Linked DNA regions of Mus musculus: all the other regions are linked to region 1. The links are chromatin contacts, called in public promoter capture Hi-C and targeted proximity ligation maps. All regions are on one chromosome and are shown on one strand. The core of a region is the stretch at or near the end of the contact, and the rest is flanking DNA. Distances in the headings are between cores, read along the strand shown. Region 1 holds the start of Fosl1 (fos-like antigen 1). Region 2 holds the start of Stip1 (stress-induced phosphoprotein 1). Region 3 holds the start of Cdk2ap2 (CDK2-associated protein 2). Region 4 holds the start of Rhod (ras homolog family member D).

What was found. Promoter capture Hi-C pulls out the DNA fragments that hold promoters and counts their contacts.
Region 2: a promoter capture Hi-C map of liver shows a contact between it and region 1, with 3 times the contacts expected there. A contact is called at or near these places in 2 of 39 promoter capture datasets (liver and pre-B cells) and 1 of 130 datasets of targeted methods (pancreatic cancer cells).
Region 3: a contact with region 1 is called in a targeted proximity ligation map of pancreatic cancer cells. A contact is called at or near these places in 1 of 39 promoter capture datasets (embryonic stem cells) and 1 of 130 datasets of targeted methods (pancreatic cancer cells).
Region 4: a contact with region 1 is called in a targeted proximity ligation map of pancreatic cancer cells. A contact is called at or near these places in 3 of 39 promoter capture datasets (liver and pre-B cells) and 1 of 130 datasets of targeted methods (pancreatic cancer cells).

What each region holds. Positions count from the first base shown.
Region 1 is chr19:5,445,504-5,449,475 of GRCm38.p6, forward strand. It overlaps Fosl1 (fos-like antigen 1), which reads left to right and starts at 2,195. Exons shown (of 4, transcript NM_010235.2): 1 at 2,195-2,552. The coding sequence starts at 2,448.
Region 2 is chr19:7,038,297-7,042,268 of GRCm38.p6, forward strand. Stip1 (stress-induced phosphoprotein 1) reads right to left here and starts at 1,730. Exons shown (of 14, transcript NM_016737.2): 1 at 1,584-1,730. The coding sequence starts at 1,592.
Region 3 is chr19:4,095,577-4,099,548 of GRCm38.p6, forward strand. It overlaps Cdk2ap2 (CDK2-associated protein 2), which reads left to right and starts at 1,775. Exons shown (of 4, transcript NM_026373.4): 1 at 1,775-1,931; 2 at 2,241-2,341; 3 at 2,429-2,561; 4 at 2,922-3,441. The coding sequence starts at 1,850. The coding sequence ends at 2,989.
Region 4 is chr19:4,437,458-4,441,429 of GRCm38.p6, forward strand. Rhod (ras homolog family member D) reads right to left here and starts at 1,986. Exons shown (of 5, transcript NM_007485.5): 1 at 1,763-1,986. The coding sequence starts at 1,894. It overlaps A930001C03Rik (RIKEN cDNA A930001C03 gene), which reads left to right and starts at 1,866. Exons shown (of 3, transcript NR_045990.1): 1 at 1,866-1,932.

The DNA.
Region 1 (3,972 bases), core at 945-3,444:
GAGCATGTGTGTGTGTGTGTGTGTGTGCATGCATGAGCATGTGTGTGTGTGTGTGTGCACATGTGCACATGTGTTCATGCTCTCGTGCTGGAGTGCAAGAGTGCACGTATAACACTCATAAGAAAATCATGGGACAATCACTAGGAATCAGTTCTCTTCTGACATCATATGCTCCAGGGACCAAACTCAGGTAGTCAGGCCTGTTGTAGCAAGCACTTTGACCTGCTGAGCCATCTCTGCAGCCTTGATTTGTTTTCTTGAGACAGTGTCATGTAGCCCAGGCTGGCCTTGACTGAGCTCATCTTGTAGCAGATGCTGAGCTTGACCATCTTCGGTCCTCCTGCCTTTATTTTCAGCACTCTGGGGTCACAGAGCTCACCGTCAGGCCTGTCTCTGTGACATTATTGTGTGTATCTCTCTAGCAATTTTCAGATGCAGTTGTCACTGTGCCCCCAGTTCACAAATGCGGAAACAGGAGGTCACAGTTGGGTGAATCATCCTGGATTCACAGTGGATGGTCAGCCCAACCAGAATTCAAACCCAGAACCCAGAGCATTCTGAGTGTACCGTGCATGTAGGCGTATTCTTTCTATGGATTCACTACCAAGACTCTTCTCCCCTCCTCCCCTAATCCCCAACACACATGCCTGCATTTCTCTTTCCTAGCTTAAGGAAAGAGCCCTAGAGCCCTAGAGGGGCTCTAGGCTGGTGATCTTTTGAGGATGCTTCAACAGCAAAGCTCTGTCACATCCGTGGTCTCCTTTGGTCCCATAGTAGCCCTGTGAGGTCAACAGTGAGGCCCACCCCAGACTCAGGAAGGAGACCTCCCCGGGTCACATGGACACAAAGTATAGTTCTATGATGAGATATACTGGCCTCCAGGCCTGAGTCCAAACAGCAGAACCCCAGCCTTTGTTCCCAATGAAGACAGCCCAGGCCTCTGCTTCCCTGAGGACAAGTTTCTTCAGTCTCCATTGAGATGGAAGAAATCAGAGAAAGAGTTTTGGGACCCATGCTCTCCCAGTCTGCCATTCTTCGTGTACGTACAATGTAAAGGCTTGAAGCTCATGGCCTGACTTGGTCACCAGACTCAGCCACTTACTCAGTGGCCTTGAGCAACTCATTTCAATACCTGTCAGCCTCAGTTTTTCCCATCTGAGAAGTGGGGGTTATGATGGCATTTACCTCCTCAGCACACCTGGTCAGGACCTCACCCGTATCAAGGCCTTTCACATACTTCCAAAGTGGGCTGGTGACACACATAGTACTGGAGGAGTGCCTCCAGTCAGACCTTCAGTCAAGAAGCCTTACTGACTGTGTCTCAGGACACCTATGTCCTTCTGTAGGCGCTCTCTGCCTGTAGAGGCCTGGATTAAAGCTTGTGATAGCTCCAGAGACGGTCTCAAACATGTAGCGCCTTCTATCTGTGGGTACACTAAATGCCACTTCACGTAGTATTCAAATATAACAACATTTCATAACCCTGGTTTGTCAATAACCTTTCAGTCTATCAAAAACCTTGACAACAGTTGAAACTGGGTGTGGAGGGGCACATTTGTAATGTCTGCCCTCCACTTGAGAAGTGAAAGCAGGTTATTCTAAGCTACATAAGGAGTTCAAGGCCAACCTGCACAACAAGAGACCCTATCTACAAAAGCCAGGTGTGATGGTGGCACAGTCCAACACTTGAGAGGTGACGGAAGGATCAGGAGTTCAAGGGCAGCCTCAACTAGATACCTGAGACCCTGTCTCAACCAACCTCCCTCCACAAACCACAAGCAAAGCAAACTCAACTAAAGAAACTTCTCACCCCACTTGAGAGGAGCGGTCTTAAGTCAGGACTGCAGACTTGGGTGACAGTTGGAATGATTCTCTCCAGGTAAATAATGATGATGATAATAATAACCCATATTTATAATTCACTTCCCAGCTTTCAGACACTCTCCCCGTTCTTCTTTCTAAGTCTTGGCGCGAGGCCAGGCGGCCACAGGATTTTGTTTCGCCCTGTGTTGGGAACCTTGGCTAGTCTGAACGGGGCGGGGCGCAGTTGCAAGCCCCAACTTCGGCAAGGTGCGTCAGGGGGAATCCTCGGTGCACCTGGGCGCGGCAAGGAAATTGCACCATGTATGGGCAGCTGCGTCAGAGGGGGGCGTGGCCGCCGCGGATGCTAGGGGACGCCAAGTCGGTCGCTTTCTGTCTGTAGAGGCGGCTTGCCACCCGAGCAGAGGGTCGTGAAGTTCCGAGCGGACCGGTCCACAGAGGTTCATCTGGAGAGGTGGGTCCCCTGCGAGGTGAAAGGCGCCGCTGAGACACGCCCCCACCCCCCGTGGTGCAAGTGGTTCAGCCCAAGAACTTTTCATTCATAAAAAAGACCAGACTCCGAGAGGCGCGAGTGAGTCAGAACCGCAGCCGCCAACGCGGACCCTACCGAACATCCAGCCCAGGGCATGTACCGAGACTACGGGGAACCGGGACCGAGCTCCGGGGCTGGCAGCCCGTACGGTCGCCCCGCGCAGCCCCCGCAAGCTCAGGCACAGACCGCCCAGCAGCAGGTGAGACTGGCCGAATCGTCGGGGGGGGGGGGACCTGAGTTTGGACAGCATCAGGGATGCTGGGATTAGTCTAGTTTGCTCCGGGATTTGGACTGGGGCCCCGAGCAGCATCTGACTCTGGTGGTCGCGACCGAGGATCCTGCACGTTCTGTGTGGTCGGGGAACCTATGTACCCGGTGGCCAAGGGGACGAGCGCAGCGGGAAGCGCGAATATCTGCGAATTCCCCTTCTCGCTCGCCCGTATCTCCCTAGCTGACTGTCTTTCTGCCCCTCCGTCTCCGTTACGGTCTTACATTTCCTCCTATCTGCCCCTAATACGCTGTCCCTCTAAATACCTGCCCCATCCCTGCCTGGACAGGATCAGAGGTGTTCTCCATCTCCAGTTAATAACTGGGACCTGGGGTCTGGGCACATAGAGACGGGGTCCATCAGAACTCAGCCGGGACAGAGAATTCTTAGCAGCCTGTCCGAGGCTGTCCGTGTGTTGCTCTGGTTGTCCGTGTCCCTTTATCCGGTCAAGTCCTCATCTCTTTGTGCGCAGTATAGAGCCCATGGGCCCCAGGCAGTGGTTCCGAGGGGTTCCTGGAGACCACGAAGTGTTGGGATGTGCGCGGGGTCACCTGCCCGGCCACACTCGCGCTCCACATTCTCGGCACCCGACGTCTCTCACTGCTGGATAGGGGCACTTGAGAGGTTGCAGGTGTCCATTTCCTGTCGAGGGGCCGCGAGCACGTGTCGCCAGGGGAGGGAAGGAGCTGCGTCCGTTTCGCCGAGTCACAGCGGGCCGAGTCACTGAGGCTGAGTCACCCTGGGTGCCCCTCCCTTCCTGGCCCCAAACGGCCCCTAAGGACCGACGACCTGGGAGCGAGAGATGCCCCTGGCAGTGCTTCTAGCCCAGAACGGGGGTCACTGAGATGCTGGGTCCCCCAGTATTGGGCTGGGGACATAGCTGTCCAGACTTGCCTAAGCATGTGAGGTGCTTCCTGGACTGGAGGGGCCCCACATCCTTAGCTCACAGAGCTTGAACCCAGTTTTCTCTCCCAGAACGCTGAGCCCCCACCCCCACCGACACTCAATCCCAACACATGCCTCAGATTTCTGCAAGAAAAGGAAGGAAAGGATGCCAGACCCCTTATAGGAGGCTTTTACTCTCTTCACTTTATTTCATGGACTTAAAAAACCCCATCAATTTTGAACTTTCAAGTTTTTAAGTCGACAGCTAGGCATGCATTTAATCCCAGCATTCAGGAGGCAGAGGCAGGCAGATCTCTGGGAGTTTGAAGCCAATTTGGTCTACAAAGTGACTTCCAGGTCAGCTAGAGCTACATAATAGAGATCCTGTCTCAAAACTTAAAAAATAAAAAACAAAAACAAAAGCCGATTAAAACTCTGATTTCTGAGCTATGAGAGCTGGCTTCTC
Region 2 (3,972 bases), core at 480-2,979, 1.6 Mb after region 1:
AAAATATAAACTATGTGTCACTGTAGGAGTTACCTGGAATTCTACTCTTCAAATGTACAATTTTCCAGACAGGGTTTCTCTGTATAACCCTAGCTGTCCTGGAACTCTCTGTAGACCAGGCTCTCCTCAAACTCAGAAATCCACCTGCCTCTGCCTCCCAAGTGCTGGGATTAAAGGCTTACTTATGCCACCACCACCTGGCTCAAATGTACAATTTCCAATATTCAAACGCATTTGTGTATATGCTAGTGCATGGGGCAGACATTGGAAGTCAGGGTCTTCCTCCAACACTCTCCACCTTACTCTGAGACAGAATCTCAATGAATCTGGAGCTCACAGACAGGCCTGAGATGCTCGGGTCTCCCCTCCCCTCACCGATTTAGTGGGTAAAGGCAATCGGAACCCAGGCCTTCATCCTTAGACATCAAACGCTGAACCAACTGAGCCATCTCTAAGCCCAACGCTCAAATTTGTCATCTTACTGTAAGTTTGCAGTCCACAGGAACACTTGCACACTTGTATAATGGCTGGCAGGATTTTTCCCCACTGAGGAGGGTGGGGAGGATGGACGGGGTAGACCATAGCTCTAAATTCAGGCCCTGTGTTTGATCCCTAGTGCCACACAATGAATGAATGAATGATAATGAAAAACAACCTCTTTTTGTTGTAACAGAGCAAGGTGTTACTCATACCAAAAAAGCGTCTCTCTTGTCCGTACTGCAGTTACAGTTTAATTACTCCAAGGGTACAGAAAGTTGATTAACCTCTCCATTTAGTCTTATTAACAAGGTGAGAGGCCCCACGGTCCCTCACAGTGACTATTCCAGAACAAAAGGTTTTACTTTATACATCACAGTAAAAGTAGTAGTAAGCTGTGCTCTTTTTGTATGTGTGTGTTTGGATGAATCACAACGGTTCAATGACAGCTTCCAAGGTAACAAAACCTCTCCAGGCCTCAGATGCAGGCCACTGTAGCCTGAGCTAAATCACCAAGGTAAGGACGGCAGGTTTCCCTCTGTGCCCCAGATCAGATGCTGAGCGGTAGAGACAGGGACTTCTAGCTCCTCACTATCGGCTCACAACTGTCTAAAACCACTAAATCCTGTGTAATCGGGAACGGAATTTCCAAGGGTCGGATACTCAGTCACCCCACAGTCACTACGAAAAGTGGGGGGAGGGGCGACATATGTATGCCTCAGGGAGCCCTGGTGACACTGTCCGCGCCCGCCTTCTCTGCAGTCGCGCGGGTCCTTTTCCCGGGCGCACACAGATGCCGTGTACCCCGAAGGCTGCTGGGGTGATCGGTCACCGGATCCCTCCAAGTTCGCAGCGGCCGACAGGGGCCTCTCCGCGCTGAGGAGGCCCGGCCCCCAGAAGCTTCGGGGCCCGGCCGCGGCCAGGCCTGTTCCCGCTCCACTCGGCGGGTCGCGGGGGCGACGGGCGCTCGCCATTCTCCCCTCACACGCCCGACCGCGGCTCTCACGCCCGCGCCTCGGCCGCCCGACCCGGCCCCCCAACCACTCGCTTCTCCCCGCCAACAGGCCTGCGCTGCCCCGGGGCCCCGGCCGCCCCTCCCCCTTCACCTGCTCCATAGCCTGGCCCGGAACCCCGTTGAATCGAATTCGTCCGCTCCGCGTTCCCAACCGCACGCGCCGCCTTCTGGAACCTACTAGAAGCTGCCGGGACCCCCAGGTTACCGCCCCTTCCTCGCCTGCTCACTGGTTGAACACGTCCAGGAGGCTCTGCTCGCCCCTTTTATAGGCTTAAAGTTCAGTCAATCATCGTGACTTCTCTTTCATTGGTTTTTTACGGGTCTTCTCTTCAGCCCTGCCTCCTCTGCACCTCCGGATTGGACACTCCGCGGCAAGTCCCGCCTATTTCAGGGCTAGGCTAACTGAGGGAGGAGCGGGTCTTGACGACACGGATTGGTTGGTTAGTCCGTCAATTGTAGCTGGCCTGGCCGCACCCATTGGTCCTGTTCTTTCTGGAAATTTCCACAACTCTCATTGGGCTGAAGGACTCCTAGACGGAACCGCCTTTCAGAGGAAACATTCAATTGGGTGGATGGGTGGGGAAAAAAAAAAATTTGGCCATTCCTGGCGCTGATTGGTTTATGCCGCTGCCCTGTAAGGGGGTGCTCGGCTGGCTGGTGGTTCGTGGGGAGTCGAGCATCTGGCCCGGTGTCGCCTAGGCTTTAACTACAGCGTTACAAGCTGTTTTCCCTGAGTCTGAGACTGTTGGCCCGCGCTTCCTCGCATCCTGACTATTAGGCCCGGAATGTACCCAAAATATTGCGGGCTATGACGGGCCTGCGTTGAATGTTCCCAAAATGCTGCGGGCCACGACAGGCCTCCGCTTTTCCGGCAGTGTCCTGGCGGACCGGCTGCTTGGCCCTTACTCTCTGAACTCAGCTGCAAGCTTTGGTCACCATGGCCTGCCAGCAGAAATGCTACTTGGGTTGCAGGCTTAGCGTGTAGCTTATGGAACGACAGAGACTGATGATCAGGGGTCTGGACAGGATTTGTATAAGGAACGTGGGCTGTGCGGTGCCATGTCTGTGCCAGTAGCACCAATGCATACCCTCTCCATCCGGTTACCCCTTATCTGTTCACTTATGCCTACCTAGTTCTTTCTCCTGCCTCACTTAAGATCGGAGGAAATGAGCGGTGGTGGCATACAGCACGCAGGAAGCAGAGGCAGGTGTATCTCTTAAGCTAGCCTGATCTACATAGTGAGGTCCAGGACAGCCAGAGCTATCCATACCAGAACTATATAGTGAGACCCTGTCTCAAGAGAGAGGGAGAGGGAAGAGGCAGAGTGCTGAAATTACAGGTGTGAGCCAAATGTGGCAAGAGTACTTTTTGGGTGACTGGAGATAGAAACAAAGGTCTTGTCTGTGCTACACAAGCCCTCTACCCATGAGCCTCCAACCTTCTGTTTGACAAAAAGAAAATACAAAGGTTAGGTTTTTTGGTTGTTTTTTTTTTTTTTTTTTTTTTTTAATTACAAAAGGCATGTATACAAAGTGCATGATTAAGCCAGGCATGATGGAGTGGACCTTTAATCCCGCACTGGGATGGGGGCTGGGGGTTAGGTAGATCTGTGTGAGTTGGAGGCCAGCCTGGACTACAAAATGAGTTCCACGACAGCCAGGGTTCTGTTACACTGAGAAACCCAGCCTGGAAAAAAACAAAGACACCACCACCAACAAAAAAAGTGCATGACTGCAATCCCAAATTTTGGGAGTTGGAAAAGGGAGGGAGATCAGAATTCAAGGCCAGCCTGAGCAAATGAAGAAAAAAAAATGGAAGGAAGGGGAAGGGAAGGGCTTGAGATGGCTTGAAAATGTGGTAAAGGGTGTTTATTCCCCAACCAAGCAAGCCAGGCAACCTGAGTTTGAGTCCTTGAACACACACAACAGAGATATATCACCACTTCAAGGCCGACAATGCTTCCCCCCCCCCGCCCCCCCCCCCGACATGTTTTTTCTGTGTAGCCCTGGCTGTCCTGGAGCTCACTCTGTAGACCAGGCTGGCCTTGACTCAGAAATCCGCCTGCCTCTGCCTCCCAAATGCTGGGATTAAAGGCATGCACTACCACGCGCCCGGCTTCGGCTTTTTTTTTTTTTGGTTTGACAATGCATTTTTTTTTTAAACCTTAAAAATAATGACAAGGGCCGGGCATGTAGGTGCACGCCTTTAATCCCAGTACTTGGGAGGCAGAGGCAAGTGGATTTCTGAGTCAAGGCCAGCCTGGTCTACAGAGTGAGCTCCAGGACAGCCAGGACTACACAGAGAAACCATGTCTTGAAAAAACAAATAAAAATAAAATAAAAACTTAATAAAAGCTGTGTTTCCCAGTTATTTTTCTATTGCTCTAAAGAGGCACCATGATCAAAGCAACTTACAAAAGAGTTTATTGACGTTTTCAGTTCCAGGGAGTAAGTCTAAGACTGCTATGGTGGGTAGCATG
Region 3 (3,972 bases), core at 525-3,024, 1.4 Mb before region 1:
GGAGAGATGGCTCAGCGGTTAAGAGCACTGATTGCTCTTCCAGAGGTCCCGAGTTCAAATCCCAGCAACCACATGGTGGCTCACAACCATCTGTAACAAGACCTGATTCCCTCTCCTGGTGTCTGAAGACAGCTACAGTGTACTTACATATAATAAATAAAATAAGTCTTTAAAAAAAAAAACAGGGAGATTTATTTAGCTGGGAGTGGTAGTGCATGCCTTCAATCAAAGCATTCAGGAAGAAGAGAGAGGATCTCTGTGAGTTTAAGGCCAGCCTGGCCTACATATTGAGTTCCAGGTTAGCTAGAGCTAGATAGTGAGACCCTTTCTCAGAAAAAAAAAAAAAAAAAAAGTCTAGGGTGTTTTCTCTGACTGTACGTTTGTGTACTACCTGCTTGCTAGGTGCCCACTGAGAACAGAAAGAGATATTGGGCCCCCTGGAAATGCAGTTACAGATGGTTCTGAGGCACTTTATGTAAATGCTTAGAATTCTAACCTGGGTCCTCTGGAGGAGCAGCCTGTCCTCTTACCTGCTAAGCCATCTCTGCAGTCGCTTTTTTAAAAAGTGAGTTGAGGGCTAAAGCAGCAGTTCTGCAGACATATATGCAGACAAAACACTCGTATACATAAAATAGTTTTATTTTAATTTTAAAGTGAATTGATTTCAAGGAAATAGGAACTAGATGGCCAGACCCAGGTGGGAGTTTCATTAATGACGTCAGAACAATAATCAACCATGCTTCAACCCATATGGGGCTGGCTCTCATCTCTATTTCTCTACCCACTTCCAAGTTTACTTTCCAGGTATTACTGTCTTCATGTTTCATGAGAAAACGGAAACCTATTAGGGCAAGAAACTGGCGTGTGACTGTAATCCTTTAGCATTTCCGAGACAAGAGCATCAGGAATTCAAGGTCACCCTCCCCTACCCGGAGAGTTCGAGTTCTGACTGGGCTACTTGAGACCTTGTCTCAATCTCATCCCACCCGCCAAAAAGAGTCCAGGAGGAAACCATTAATGAGGTGTTGAGATTCCAGCCAAGGGTCTTGACCAGGGTCCTGACTTGACCTAACGCAATTCTTGATCTATGATGCTCTATCATTGTCTGTGGAGAGAGTAGGGGACTTAGGGTTCAGTGTCGAGCAGCGTCGTTGGCTGCCTTGGACCCACCTGCCTAGACCGAAGATTCAAACCAATCCAGAGAAGGAGCTTGGTAATGACTTTGGTGAGGGAACCGTTGCCATGGGAACAAATACAGGCCTGAGGCGCGCACATGCGCACAGCCGAAGGGGGGGGGACACGGAACCAGTGAAAGGTGACGTAAAACGCTCGGGGTAGGGCGGAGTGCTCACACTGTGGGAGCCGTGGCCTTGGGAGTTCTGAGCGGAGGGAAGTCGCGAAGCGGTGAGGACGAAGTGTGTTCGGCGGCCCGCCACACACCACCGGAGCAAACCGCGGGGACCAGACTGGCCCGCTGCCGAGGCCCCGCCTCTTGGACCTCGGGACTAATCGGATTGAAAGCGCGCCGGCCCCGGGCCCCGAACTCGCCAATTGAGGAGGACGACTGTCACCGCCCAATCCGGGGCAGACAGGTGCGAGGTCCGGAAGGTGGAGGCCAATCGGCAGCGGTTGCGCCCTGCGGGGGCAAGATTCAGCCAATGAGGAGGCTCGAGTGACAGCTGAGCGCGCCAATCGAGAGTGAGGACCGATCGTGCCCGCCCACCCTTCCGGCCGGAGCTCTATTTACCAGGGGCGTGCAGCTCGCTTGCCAATCAGAGTGCGGCTGAGCTGCCGGACAGCCAACCCCAGAGGAGCGGCCGGCTGGCGGCCGCCGCACTGAGGAGTTGGGATGTCCTACAAACCTATCGCGCCCGCCCCCAGCAGTACCCCGGGCTCCAGCACCCCCGGGCCAGGCACCCCGGTCCCTACAGGTGAGGCTCCAACTCCATCCTTGTTCGCCTTGTCCGGGCAGTCGAGGTCTTGGAGAGAAACCGCTCGAGTTTTGCAATCCGGGGCCTGCTAGACGAGCCTGGCTCAGCCTCAGTTTGCTGGCCTGAGAAGTGGGCGTGGTCACGTAGAGCTTGTAGGTGGAGCGCAGGGGGGAGGAGTGTGTCTCCGAAGTTGTTCAGAGTGGAATGAAGAAGCATGCCGTTGGAGGTTAGTCAAGGGAACAGTCCTGGGCTTGGAAATCTGTGACGAGGCCCTTGTCACACTCTGACCTCTTGCTGGTGTCGTTGCAGCCGGGAGTGTCCCATCGCCATCGGGCTCAGTGCCAGGAGCTGCCGCACCTTTCAGACCGCTGTTTAACGACTTTGGTCCGCCCTCCATGGGGTATGTACAGGTGAGTGTGGCCAAGAGCTTGCTTATGGCTGAGGACAGGAGATCCCCTCGGGGTCTGAGATCACGTCTGTATTTTCTTTTGACACAGGCGATGAAGCCACCTGGTTCCCAGGGCTCTCAGAGCACCTACACGGACCTGCTGTCTGTCATAGAGGAGATGGGCAAAGAGATCCGGCCCACCTATGCTGGTAGCAAGAGTGCCATGGAGCGCCTGAAGAGAGGTAAGTGAAGCCACAGGCCTGCCCTTGCTCTGCCCAGGACACAGACACTGAACTTTAAGACAGTTCAGTAAGGATGGAGGATATCTAGAGTCAGGACAGGACATTTGGGCCAGCCTCGATTGGAACAGAACGTGTACCTAAGGAGGGGTTTTAAATGAACTTTTCCATTTTCAAATGAGTCTGTTTCCAAGAAGGTGCCTGGGAACTCGGATTAGCCAACCCTTAATCCCATCCATCCTCATTAGATTAGAGGTGCTCTTGCTGAACCATGGAGCGGTGGGGGAGTGTCTGCTCTGAAGGGTGGCTGTGGACTGTTTCTGGGGCCCTGTTTATTACTTCCCCATCCTCACCGCACCCCAGGCATCATCCACGCTCGGGCACTAGTCAGAGAGTGCTTGGCAGAGACAGAACGCAATGCCCGCACGTAACAGGAAGCACCTTGACCTCCTCGCCGGGACCTTTCTGGCCACTGCAGAGCGCCTGCTTCTCCCTGGCCTTCGCGCCCCAAGTTGCTTCCTATCCTGGGCTTCCTGTCCTGTGTCCCTTAGTGGGCACCCTCCAGGAACCAGGTAGCAGATCTTCGTCCAGTTGGCTGTACAAACTGGTCTCCTCCCTCTGTGGGAGTGCTGGGAGGCCACTGGGAGTCCCTTCCATGACCTGCTCACAGTGCTGATCTGACGGGAGCTTGCTCCTCTCTGTGGCCCCACCACACAGCACTTACTCCTTAACTCTTAGCCCAGGCCACCTCCTGCCTCTTCAACAGGAGTGCAGAAGACCTTCCTGCCTCATCTCTGGGGCCACAGCCGACTCTTTTTTTGGTGTGTCTTTTACTAAATATGTCCTTTTTGTATAAATAAAAGATGCTTTGGAGTCATTCTCTCAGCCTTTCTGTGTGTGGTTCCTCTGGGGAAGCCTGAGTGGGCAGAGGGGAAGGGCAGAGCAGGAACTGGGAAGGGCGCTTGAACCGAGCTTTGCCTTCCCATCTTGTCCATTGCTACCTCCAGCTCTGCGCCTTGCAGCTGAAGGCCAGACAGAACACCAATGATGTCTGCATAAGGAGGTGCCACCAGGGGGCAGCGTAGGGCTTGGCTGCCTTCACAGCTGGAGGCACTATTGGACAGCCGGAGCCTAAAGGGCCCTTCCTGTAGATTGGCAGGCATGCCTGGCAGGGTGGAAATACCAGTTCACTTAAGCCTCTCCCGTGAACGTCCTAATGCCCCTACACCAGCTCCGCTTTAAAACCATCCTTGGAAGGCTCTAAATACACCGGGTCCCTGACTCCTAAGGGAGGCAGTTAGAGGCTCCTTCCCCCCCACCCCCAGCACCTTGGCTTGATGCTGCTATCCACTGTCCTGACAACTTCCACAAGGCTGGGTGTGGCTCCATGAGCCAGCCCCGGGTGTCTCGGCCT
Region 4 (3,972 bases), core at 736-3,235, 1.0 Mb before region 1:
ACGATAGAAGCAGAGGCAGGAGGATCATTGATTTGACATGAATGTAGACTACATACAAAGACTTTGTCTCAAAAAGAAAACTAACTAACTAAAACATAAAACATAATTAAAAGAGCCCTCTCTCATGCCAGGGATTTCCTAGACAAAGGAAGACTAAGGACAAGGTTGGTCCACCCCCCTGGTGACCACTCTGGTCCTCTGCCACTCACTCCAGTGCGTCCTGTAAAACATATATGGTTCATGAGCCTCTTAAGTGGTGGCACACACCTTTAATCCCAGCACTCATGAGGCAGAGGTCAGCATGGTCTACAGAGTAAGTTCTAGGGCAGCCAGGACTATACAGAGAAACCTTGTGAACACACACACACACACACACACACACACACACACAAAACCCCATAAACAGTTCATGGACTTTTCTGCCTAGTGTCTAGGATGCCTGCCCCAGGCCAGTGTTGCAGAGCCTTCCCCACCCCCTCCACCTTTAGGTGCCTCCTCTGATCTCCTGGTTCCCACGTTGGTTGGGTTCCCATGGGCAGTACCTAAAGACCTGGAAAATATCTCCTATACTTAAAAACAAAAAAACTGTAACTGGTCAAAGAAGGTGACGTCAGCTTTGCAAACCACAAAACCAAAGGCTGTGAGATGGGTATGGTGGTGCATACACGTGATCTGAGCAATCCTTGGGCCGAGAGACAGGAGGACTGAGCGTACAAGGCCTCCACAGTAATATCCTGTCTCAAAAACAAAACAGGAACCACTAAAGTAAAACGACAAAAATACAACCCCCCCCCCCAAAAAAAAACCCAACAACCATAAAAACCACTGGTATTCAGAGTAGCAAGCAAGACTGTGCCCTATTTGCCAGGTCAGCTTCTCTGGCTCCTTCCATCAAATTACCCACTTCTGCACAATCCCAGAGGCCAGAAGGACGTGGGGACAGGAAAAGAAGGCTTGCTGCTGAAGGCAAACCCACAAACACACAGGACCCCCACTCCTCGTGGAGGCACAGAAGGAGGGCTCAGCCACTGTTCTGGTCATGGGGTCCTTGAGGACTCACAGTGACAAGCCCAGAGAGCCAGGATGCAACCAGGTACCGCACCGAGCCGGCCATCAGCCTTCAGCCTCACTGTCCCAGCTTTCTTCCCCCTATCAGGTTGCTCTGAGAAACTGAGGCTTGGTTAGAGTCGAAGTATGGCATAATCAGACTCTTCAGAGAAGGGTCGGTGTTCCAGTTTTCCTCTCTAGGGTAAAGCATGGGGATTTGCACCATAGTGGATGGAGAAGAGGTGATGTCGCCCGACGAACATCACTTACTAACTTTCAGCAACTAACTTTCAGCACTCTTTTCTATACTACGCTCGGGTAGGGGCTTTCAGTCCTATCATGTAGTTAACCTTCAGAGAGGTTAAGGGACTTGCCCAAAGGCACACAGCTGTAAGAGGCAAAGGCTTGATTTTACTGCTGCCAGTCGAGCTCCAAAGTCCTCACACTCTCGTCGCCAAGTAGTGACAACAACTGCTCTCGTAGGATTTGCTATTTCCCTAGGTGGCCCAATTCAGTCCCTGTGACACCCCTCCCCCTAAGTGCTATTAGTCCCACTTTGCTTCTACTGGCTAAAACTGAAAAACTCTGCCTTCGACCCCAGGCCCTGCTGAGATTTCCCCCTAGGAGGCTAGAGCTGGGTTCTTTCGAGGCAGCTCTCAGCAGACCCGCACATGGGGGGTGTCCCCAGCGCAGGGCCAAGGATGAGGGCACTCACCTCTGGGAAGGCCCCTTTGGCGAAGACCATCATCAGTGACGTCTTCCCGCAGCCCCCGTCGCCCACCAGGACCACCTTGACCGAGTGCCCGCTCTGCGGCGCCTCTTCTCCCGCAACCTGGGACGCGTTCATCCCTGGCTGGCGGACGGCGGTGCGCGGAGCAGCAGGCGGTACGCGGCGGGCTGGCTGCGGCGGGCGCGGGGCTGGCCCGGCGGGACAGGAATGTGGAAGGGGCGGGGCGGCGGGAGGAAGTGGGAGCGGGGCGGCCGGGACAGGAGGCGGCCCGGGGGGCGGGGGACACCCAGCTCAGGTGAGAAGCCCGGGACAAGATGGGGGTGCGGCGCCCGCCCAAGGGTGGACGCTCCTGGGGTCCGGTCTCCTGGCGTCCTGTCTAGACACTCAAGAAAGACTTTTGCAGCACCTACTGCGTGCAGTCGCTGAGGCCGCAGGGGTGAGCGGAGACCTACGCCTCCAGAGGGCACCCAGGGCTCGTGGGAGAGTAGACAAGTACTTGGAGAGAGGCTGGGGACAGGGAAGGAGGAAGCACCTGGACTATCTGCCATGGGTGGGAGGTTATTTTTATGAATGAATGGGTGGGTGAATGAATGAATGAATGAATGAATGAATATGAGTTTCTGCTATTTGCGGACCTCCTCCAAATGTTGTAGGCCAGATGAGAAAGGAGTGGCCCGGGCATGCCCTTGTGGGTCACTGCAGGACCTCTTCAGCCAGCTCCAGGAAGTTTCAATGAAGGTGGAATTACCACGCATCTCACCCAGGCAGCCAGTGAGCTAAGGAAAACTATGGAACCGTCCATCTGTAGAGCTCAGAGCTAGCTCTGGCACATGGCAGATGTCATGAATGGTTCATATTATGGTATATAGTATGATGGCCTTTTAGTTTTATTTTTTACGCGTGTGGGCGTTTTATCTGCATGTATAGACATAGACATGCATCCTGGTGTCCTCTGCACTCGGAAACCCTGGAACTAGAGTTACAGACATTATGAGCCACTATGTGGGTGAACCGGGATCCTCTGGAAGAGCAGCCAATGTTCTTAACCTCTGGGCCATCTCTCCAGCTCTTTGGTATAATGTTTAATCAATGCAGATGATCCTTAGTTTCTTAGAGTCTGGGGACCCTGCACTGTTCCGATCAAAACCTCGACTCTGAGAAGCCTAGAATAGGAGGTGTCAGGACAGGAGAAAGGAAAAAGGGGCTCTTCGAAGAGACTGGAGCAAGGTAGCCACGCCCCCACTTCTTAGCGACAGGACAGAGGGCGGGACTTGGCTGAGGAGCTAGTATCTGGAGGGTGGAGCACTTTGGATTTCAGGAATAAATCTTACTTTTCTCTAAATCTCCGCAACCTTCTTTGTGATCAGATTTTTCTTTTTAACTTTTGGTGAGCATAAGTGGGCTGGAAATGTAGCCGCGCTGCCCGGATGCTTAACCAGCACTCATGAAAGCCTCGGTCCCATTCCCAGTTCCACATAAACCGGGCTTGGAGATCCATGCTTCTAATTCCAATACTGATGAGGTGAAGCCAGGAAAATCTGAAGCTCAATGTCAGCTTGGCTGTTCAGTGAGTTCAAGGCCAGCATGGATTAGATATTCTGTCTAAAAAAGAGGGGAAAAAGGTCTCGCCTGTCTCCCCAGACCTCAGACTGGGTGTTTAATGGAAGCTAAGTGGACCATGGTCAGAAGTCTTTGGGTTTCACCTCCATGACTTCATCTCCCATTGTATTCAAAGTCAGGCAGTGAAGAGGACCTTCAGCCCTATTTGATCCTCACTGTGTCTCAAGGAGGCAGTTTCCAGTTTCCCTCTGGGCCAGAGGTCAGCTGTATGGAAGGAGCCTCCCAGAAGCCTCCCCAGCTCCACCTTTTGGATGCCCCTTTCCCGAAACCGCCACAGGGCTGGGCGGGACTTGGCATGAAGCTGGGTGTGTGGCTGAACAGGATGCCCAGAAGGAGTGGTGAGGAGCCCCCCCCCCCCCAGTCAGCTGTCAGCCTTGTCATCCCTACCTGTCATAAGGCCAGTCTGGGAGGCAGGTGGAGCTAGACCAAGGGTGGAGGAAGCTGAGAGTCAGGCGGAGGTGGCCTTGGTTGCTATAGGGATAATCACTCTAATGACACACTTGACAACTGTCACACGTTATAGTTTCTTTGTATACCTCATAATAACAACACATACTAATGGGTGATAGCTGCTA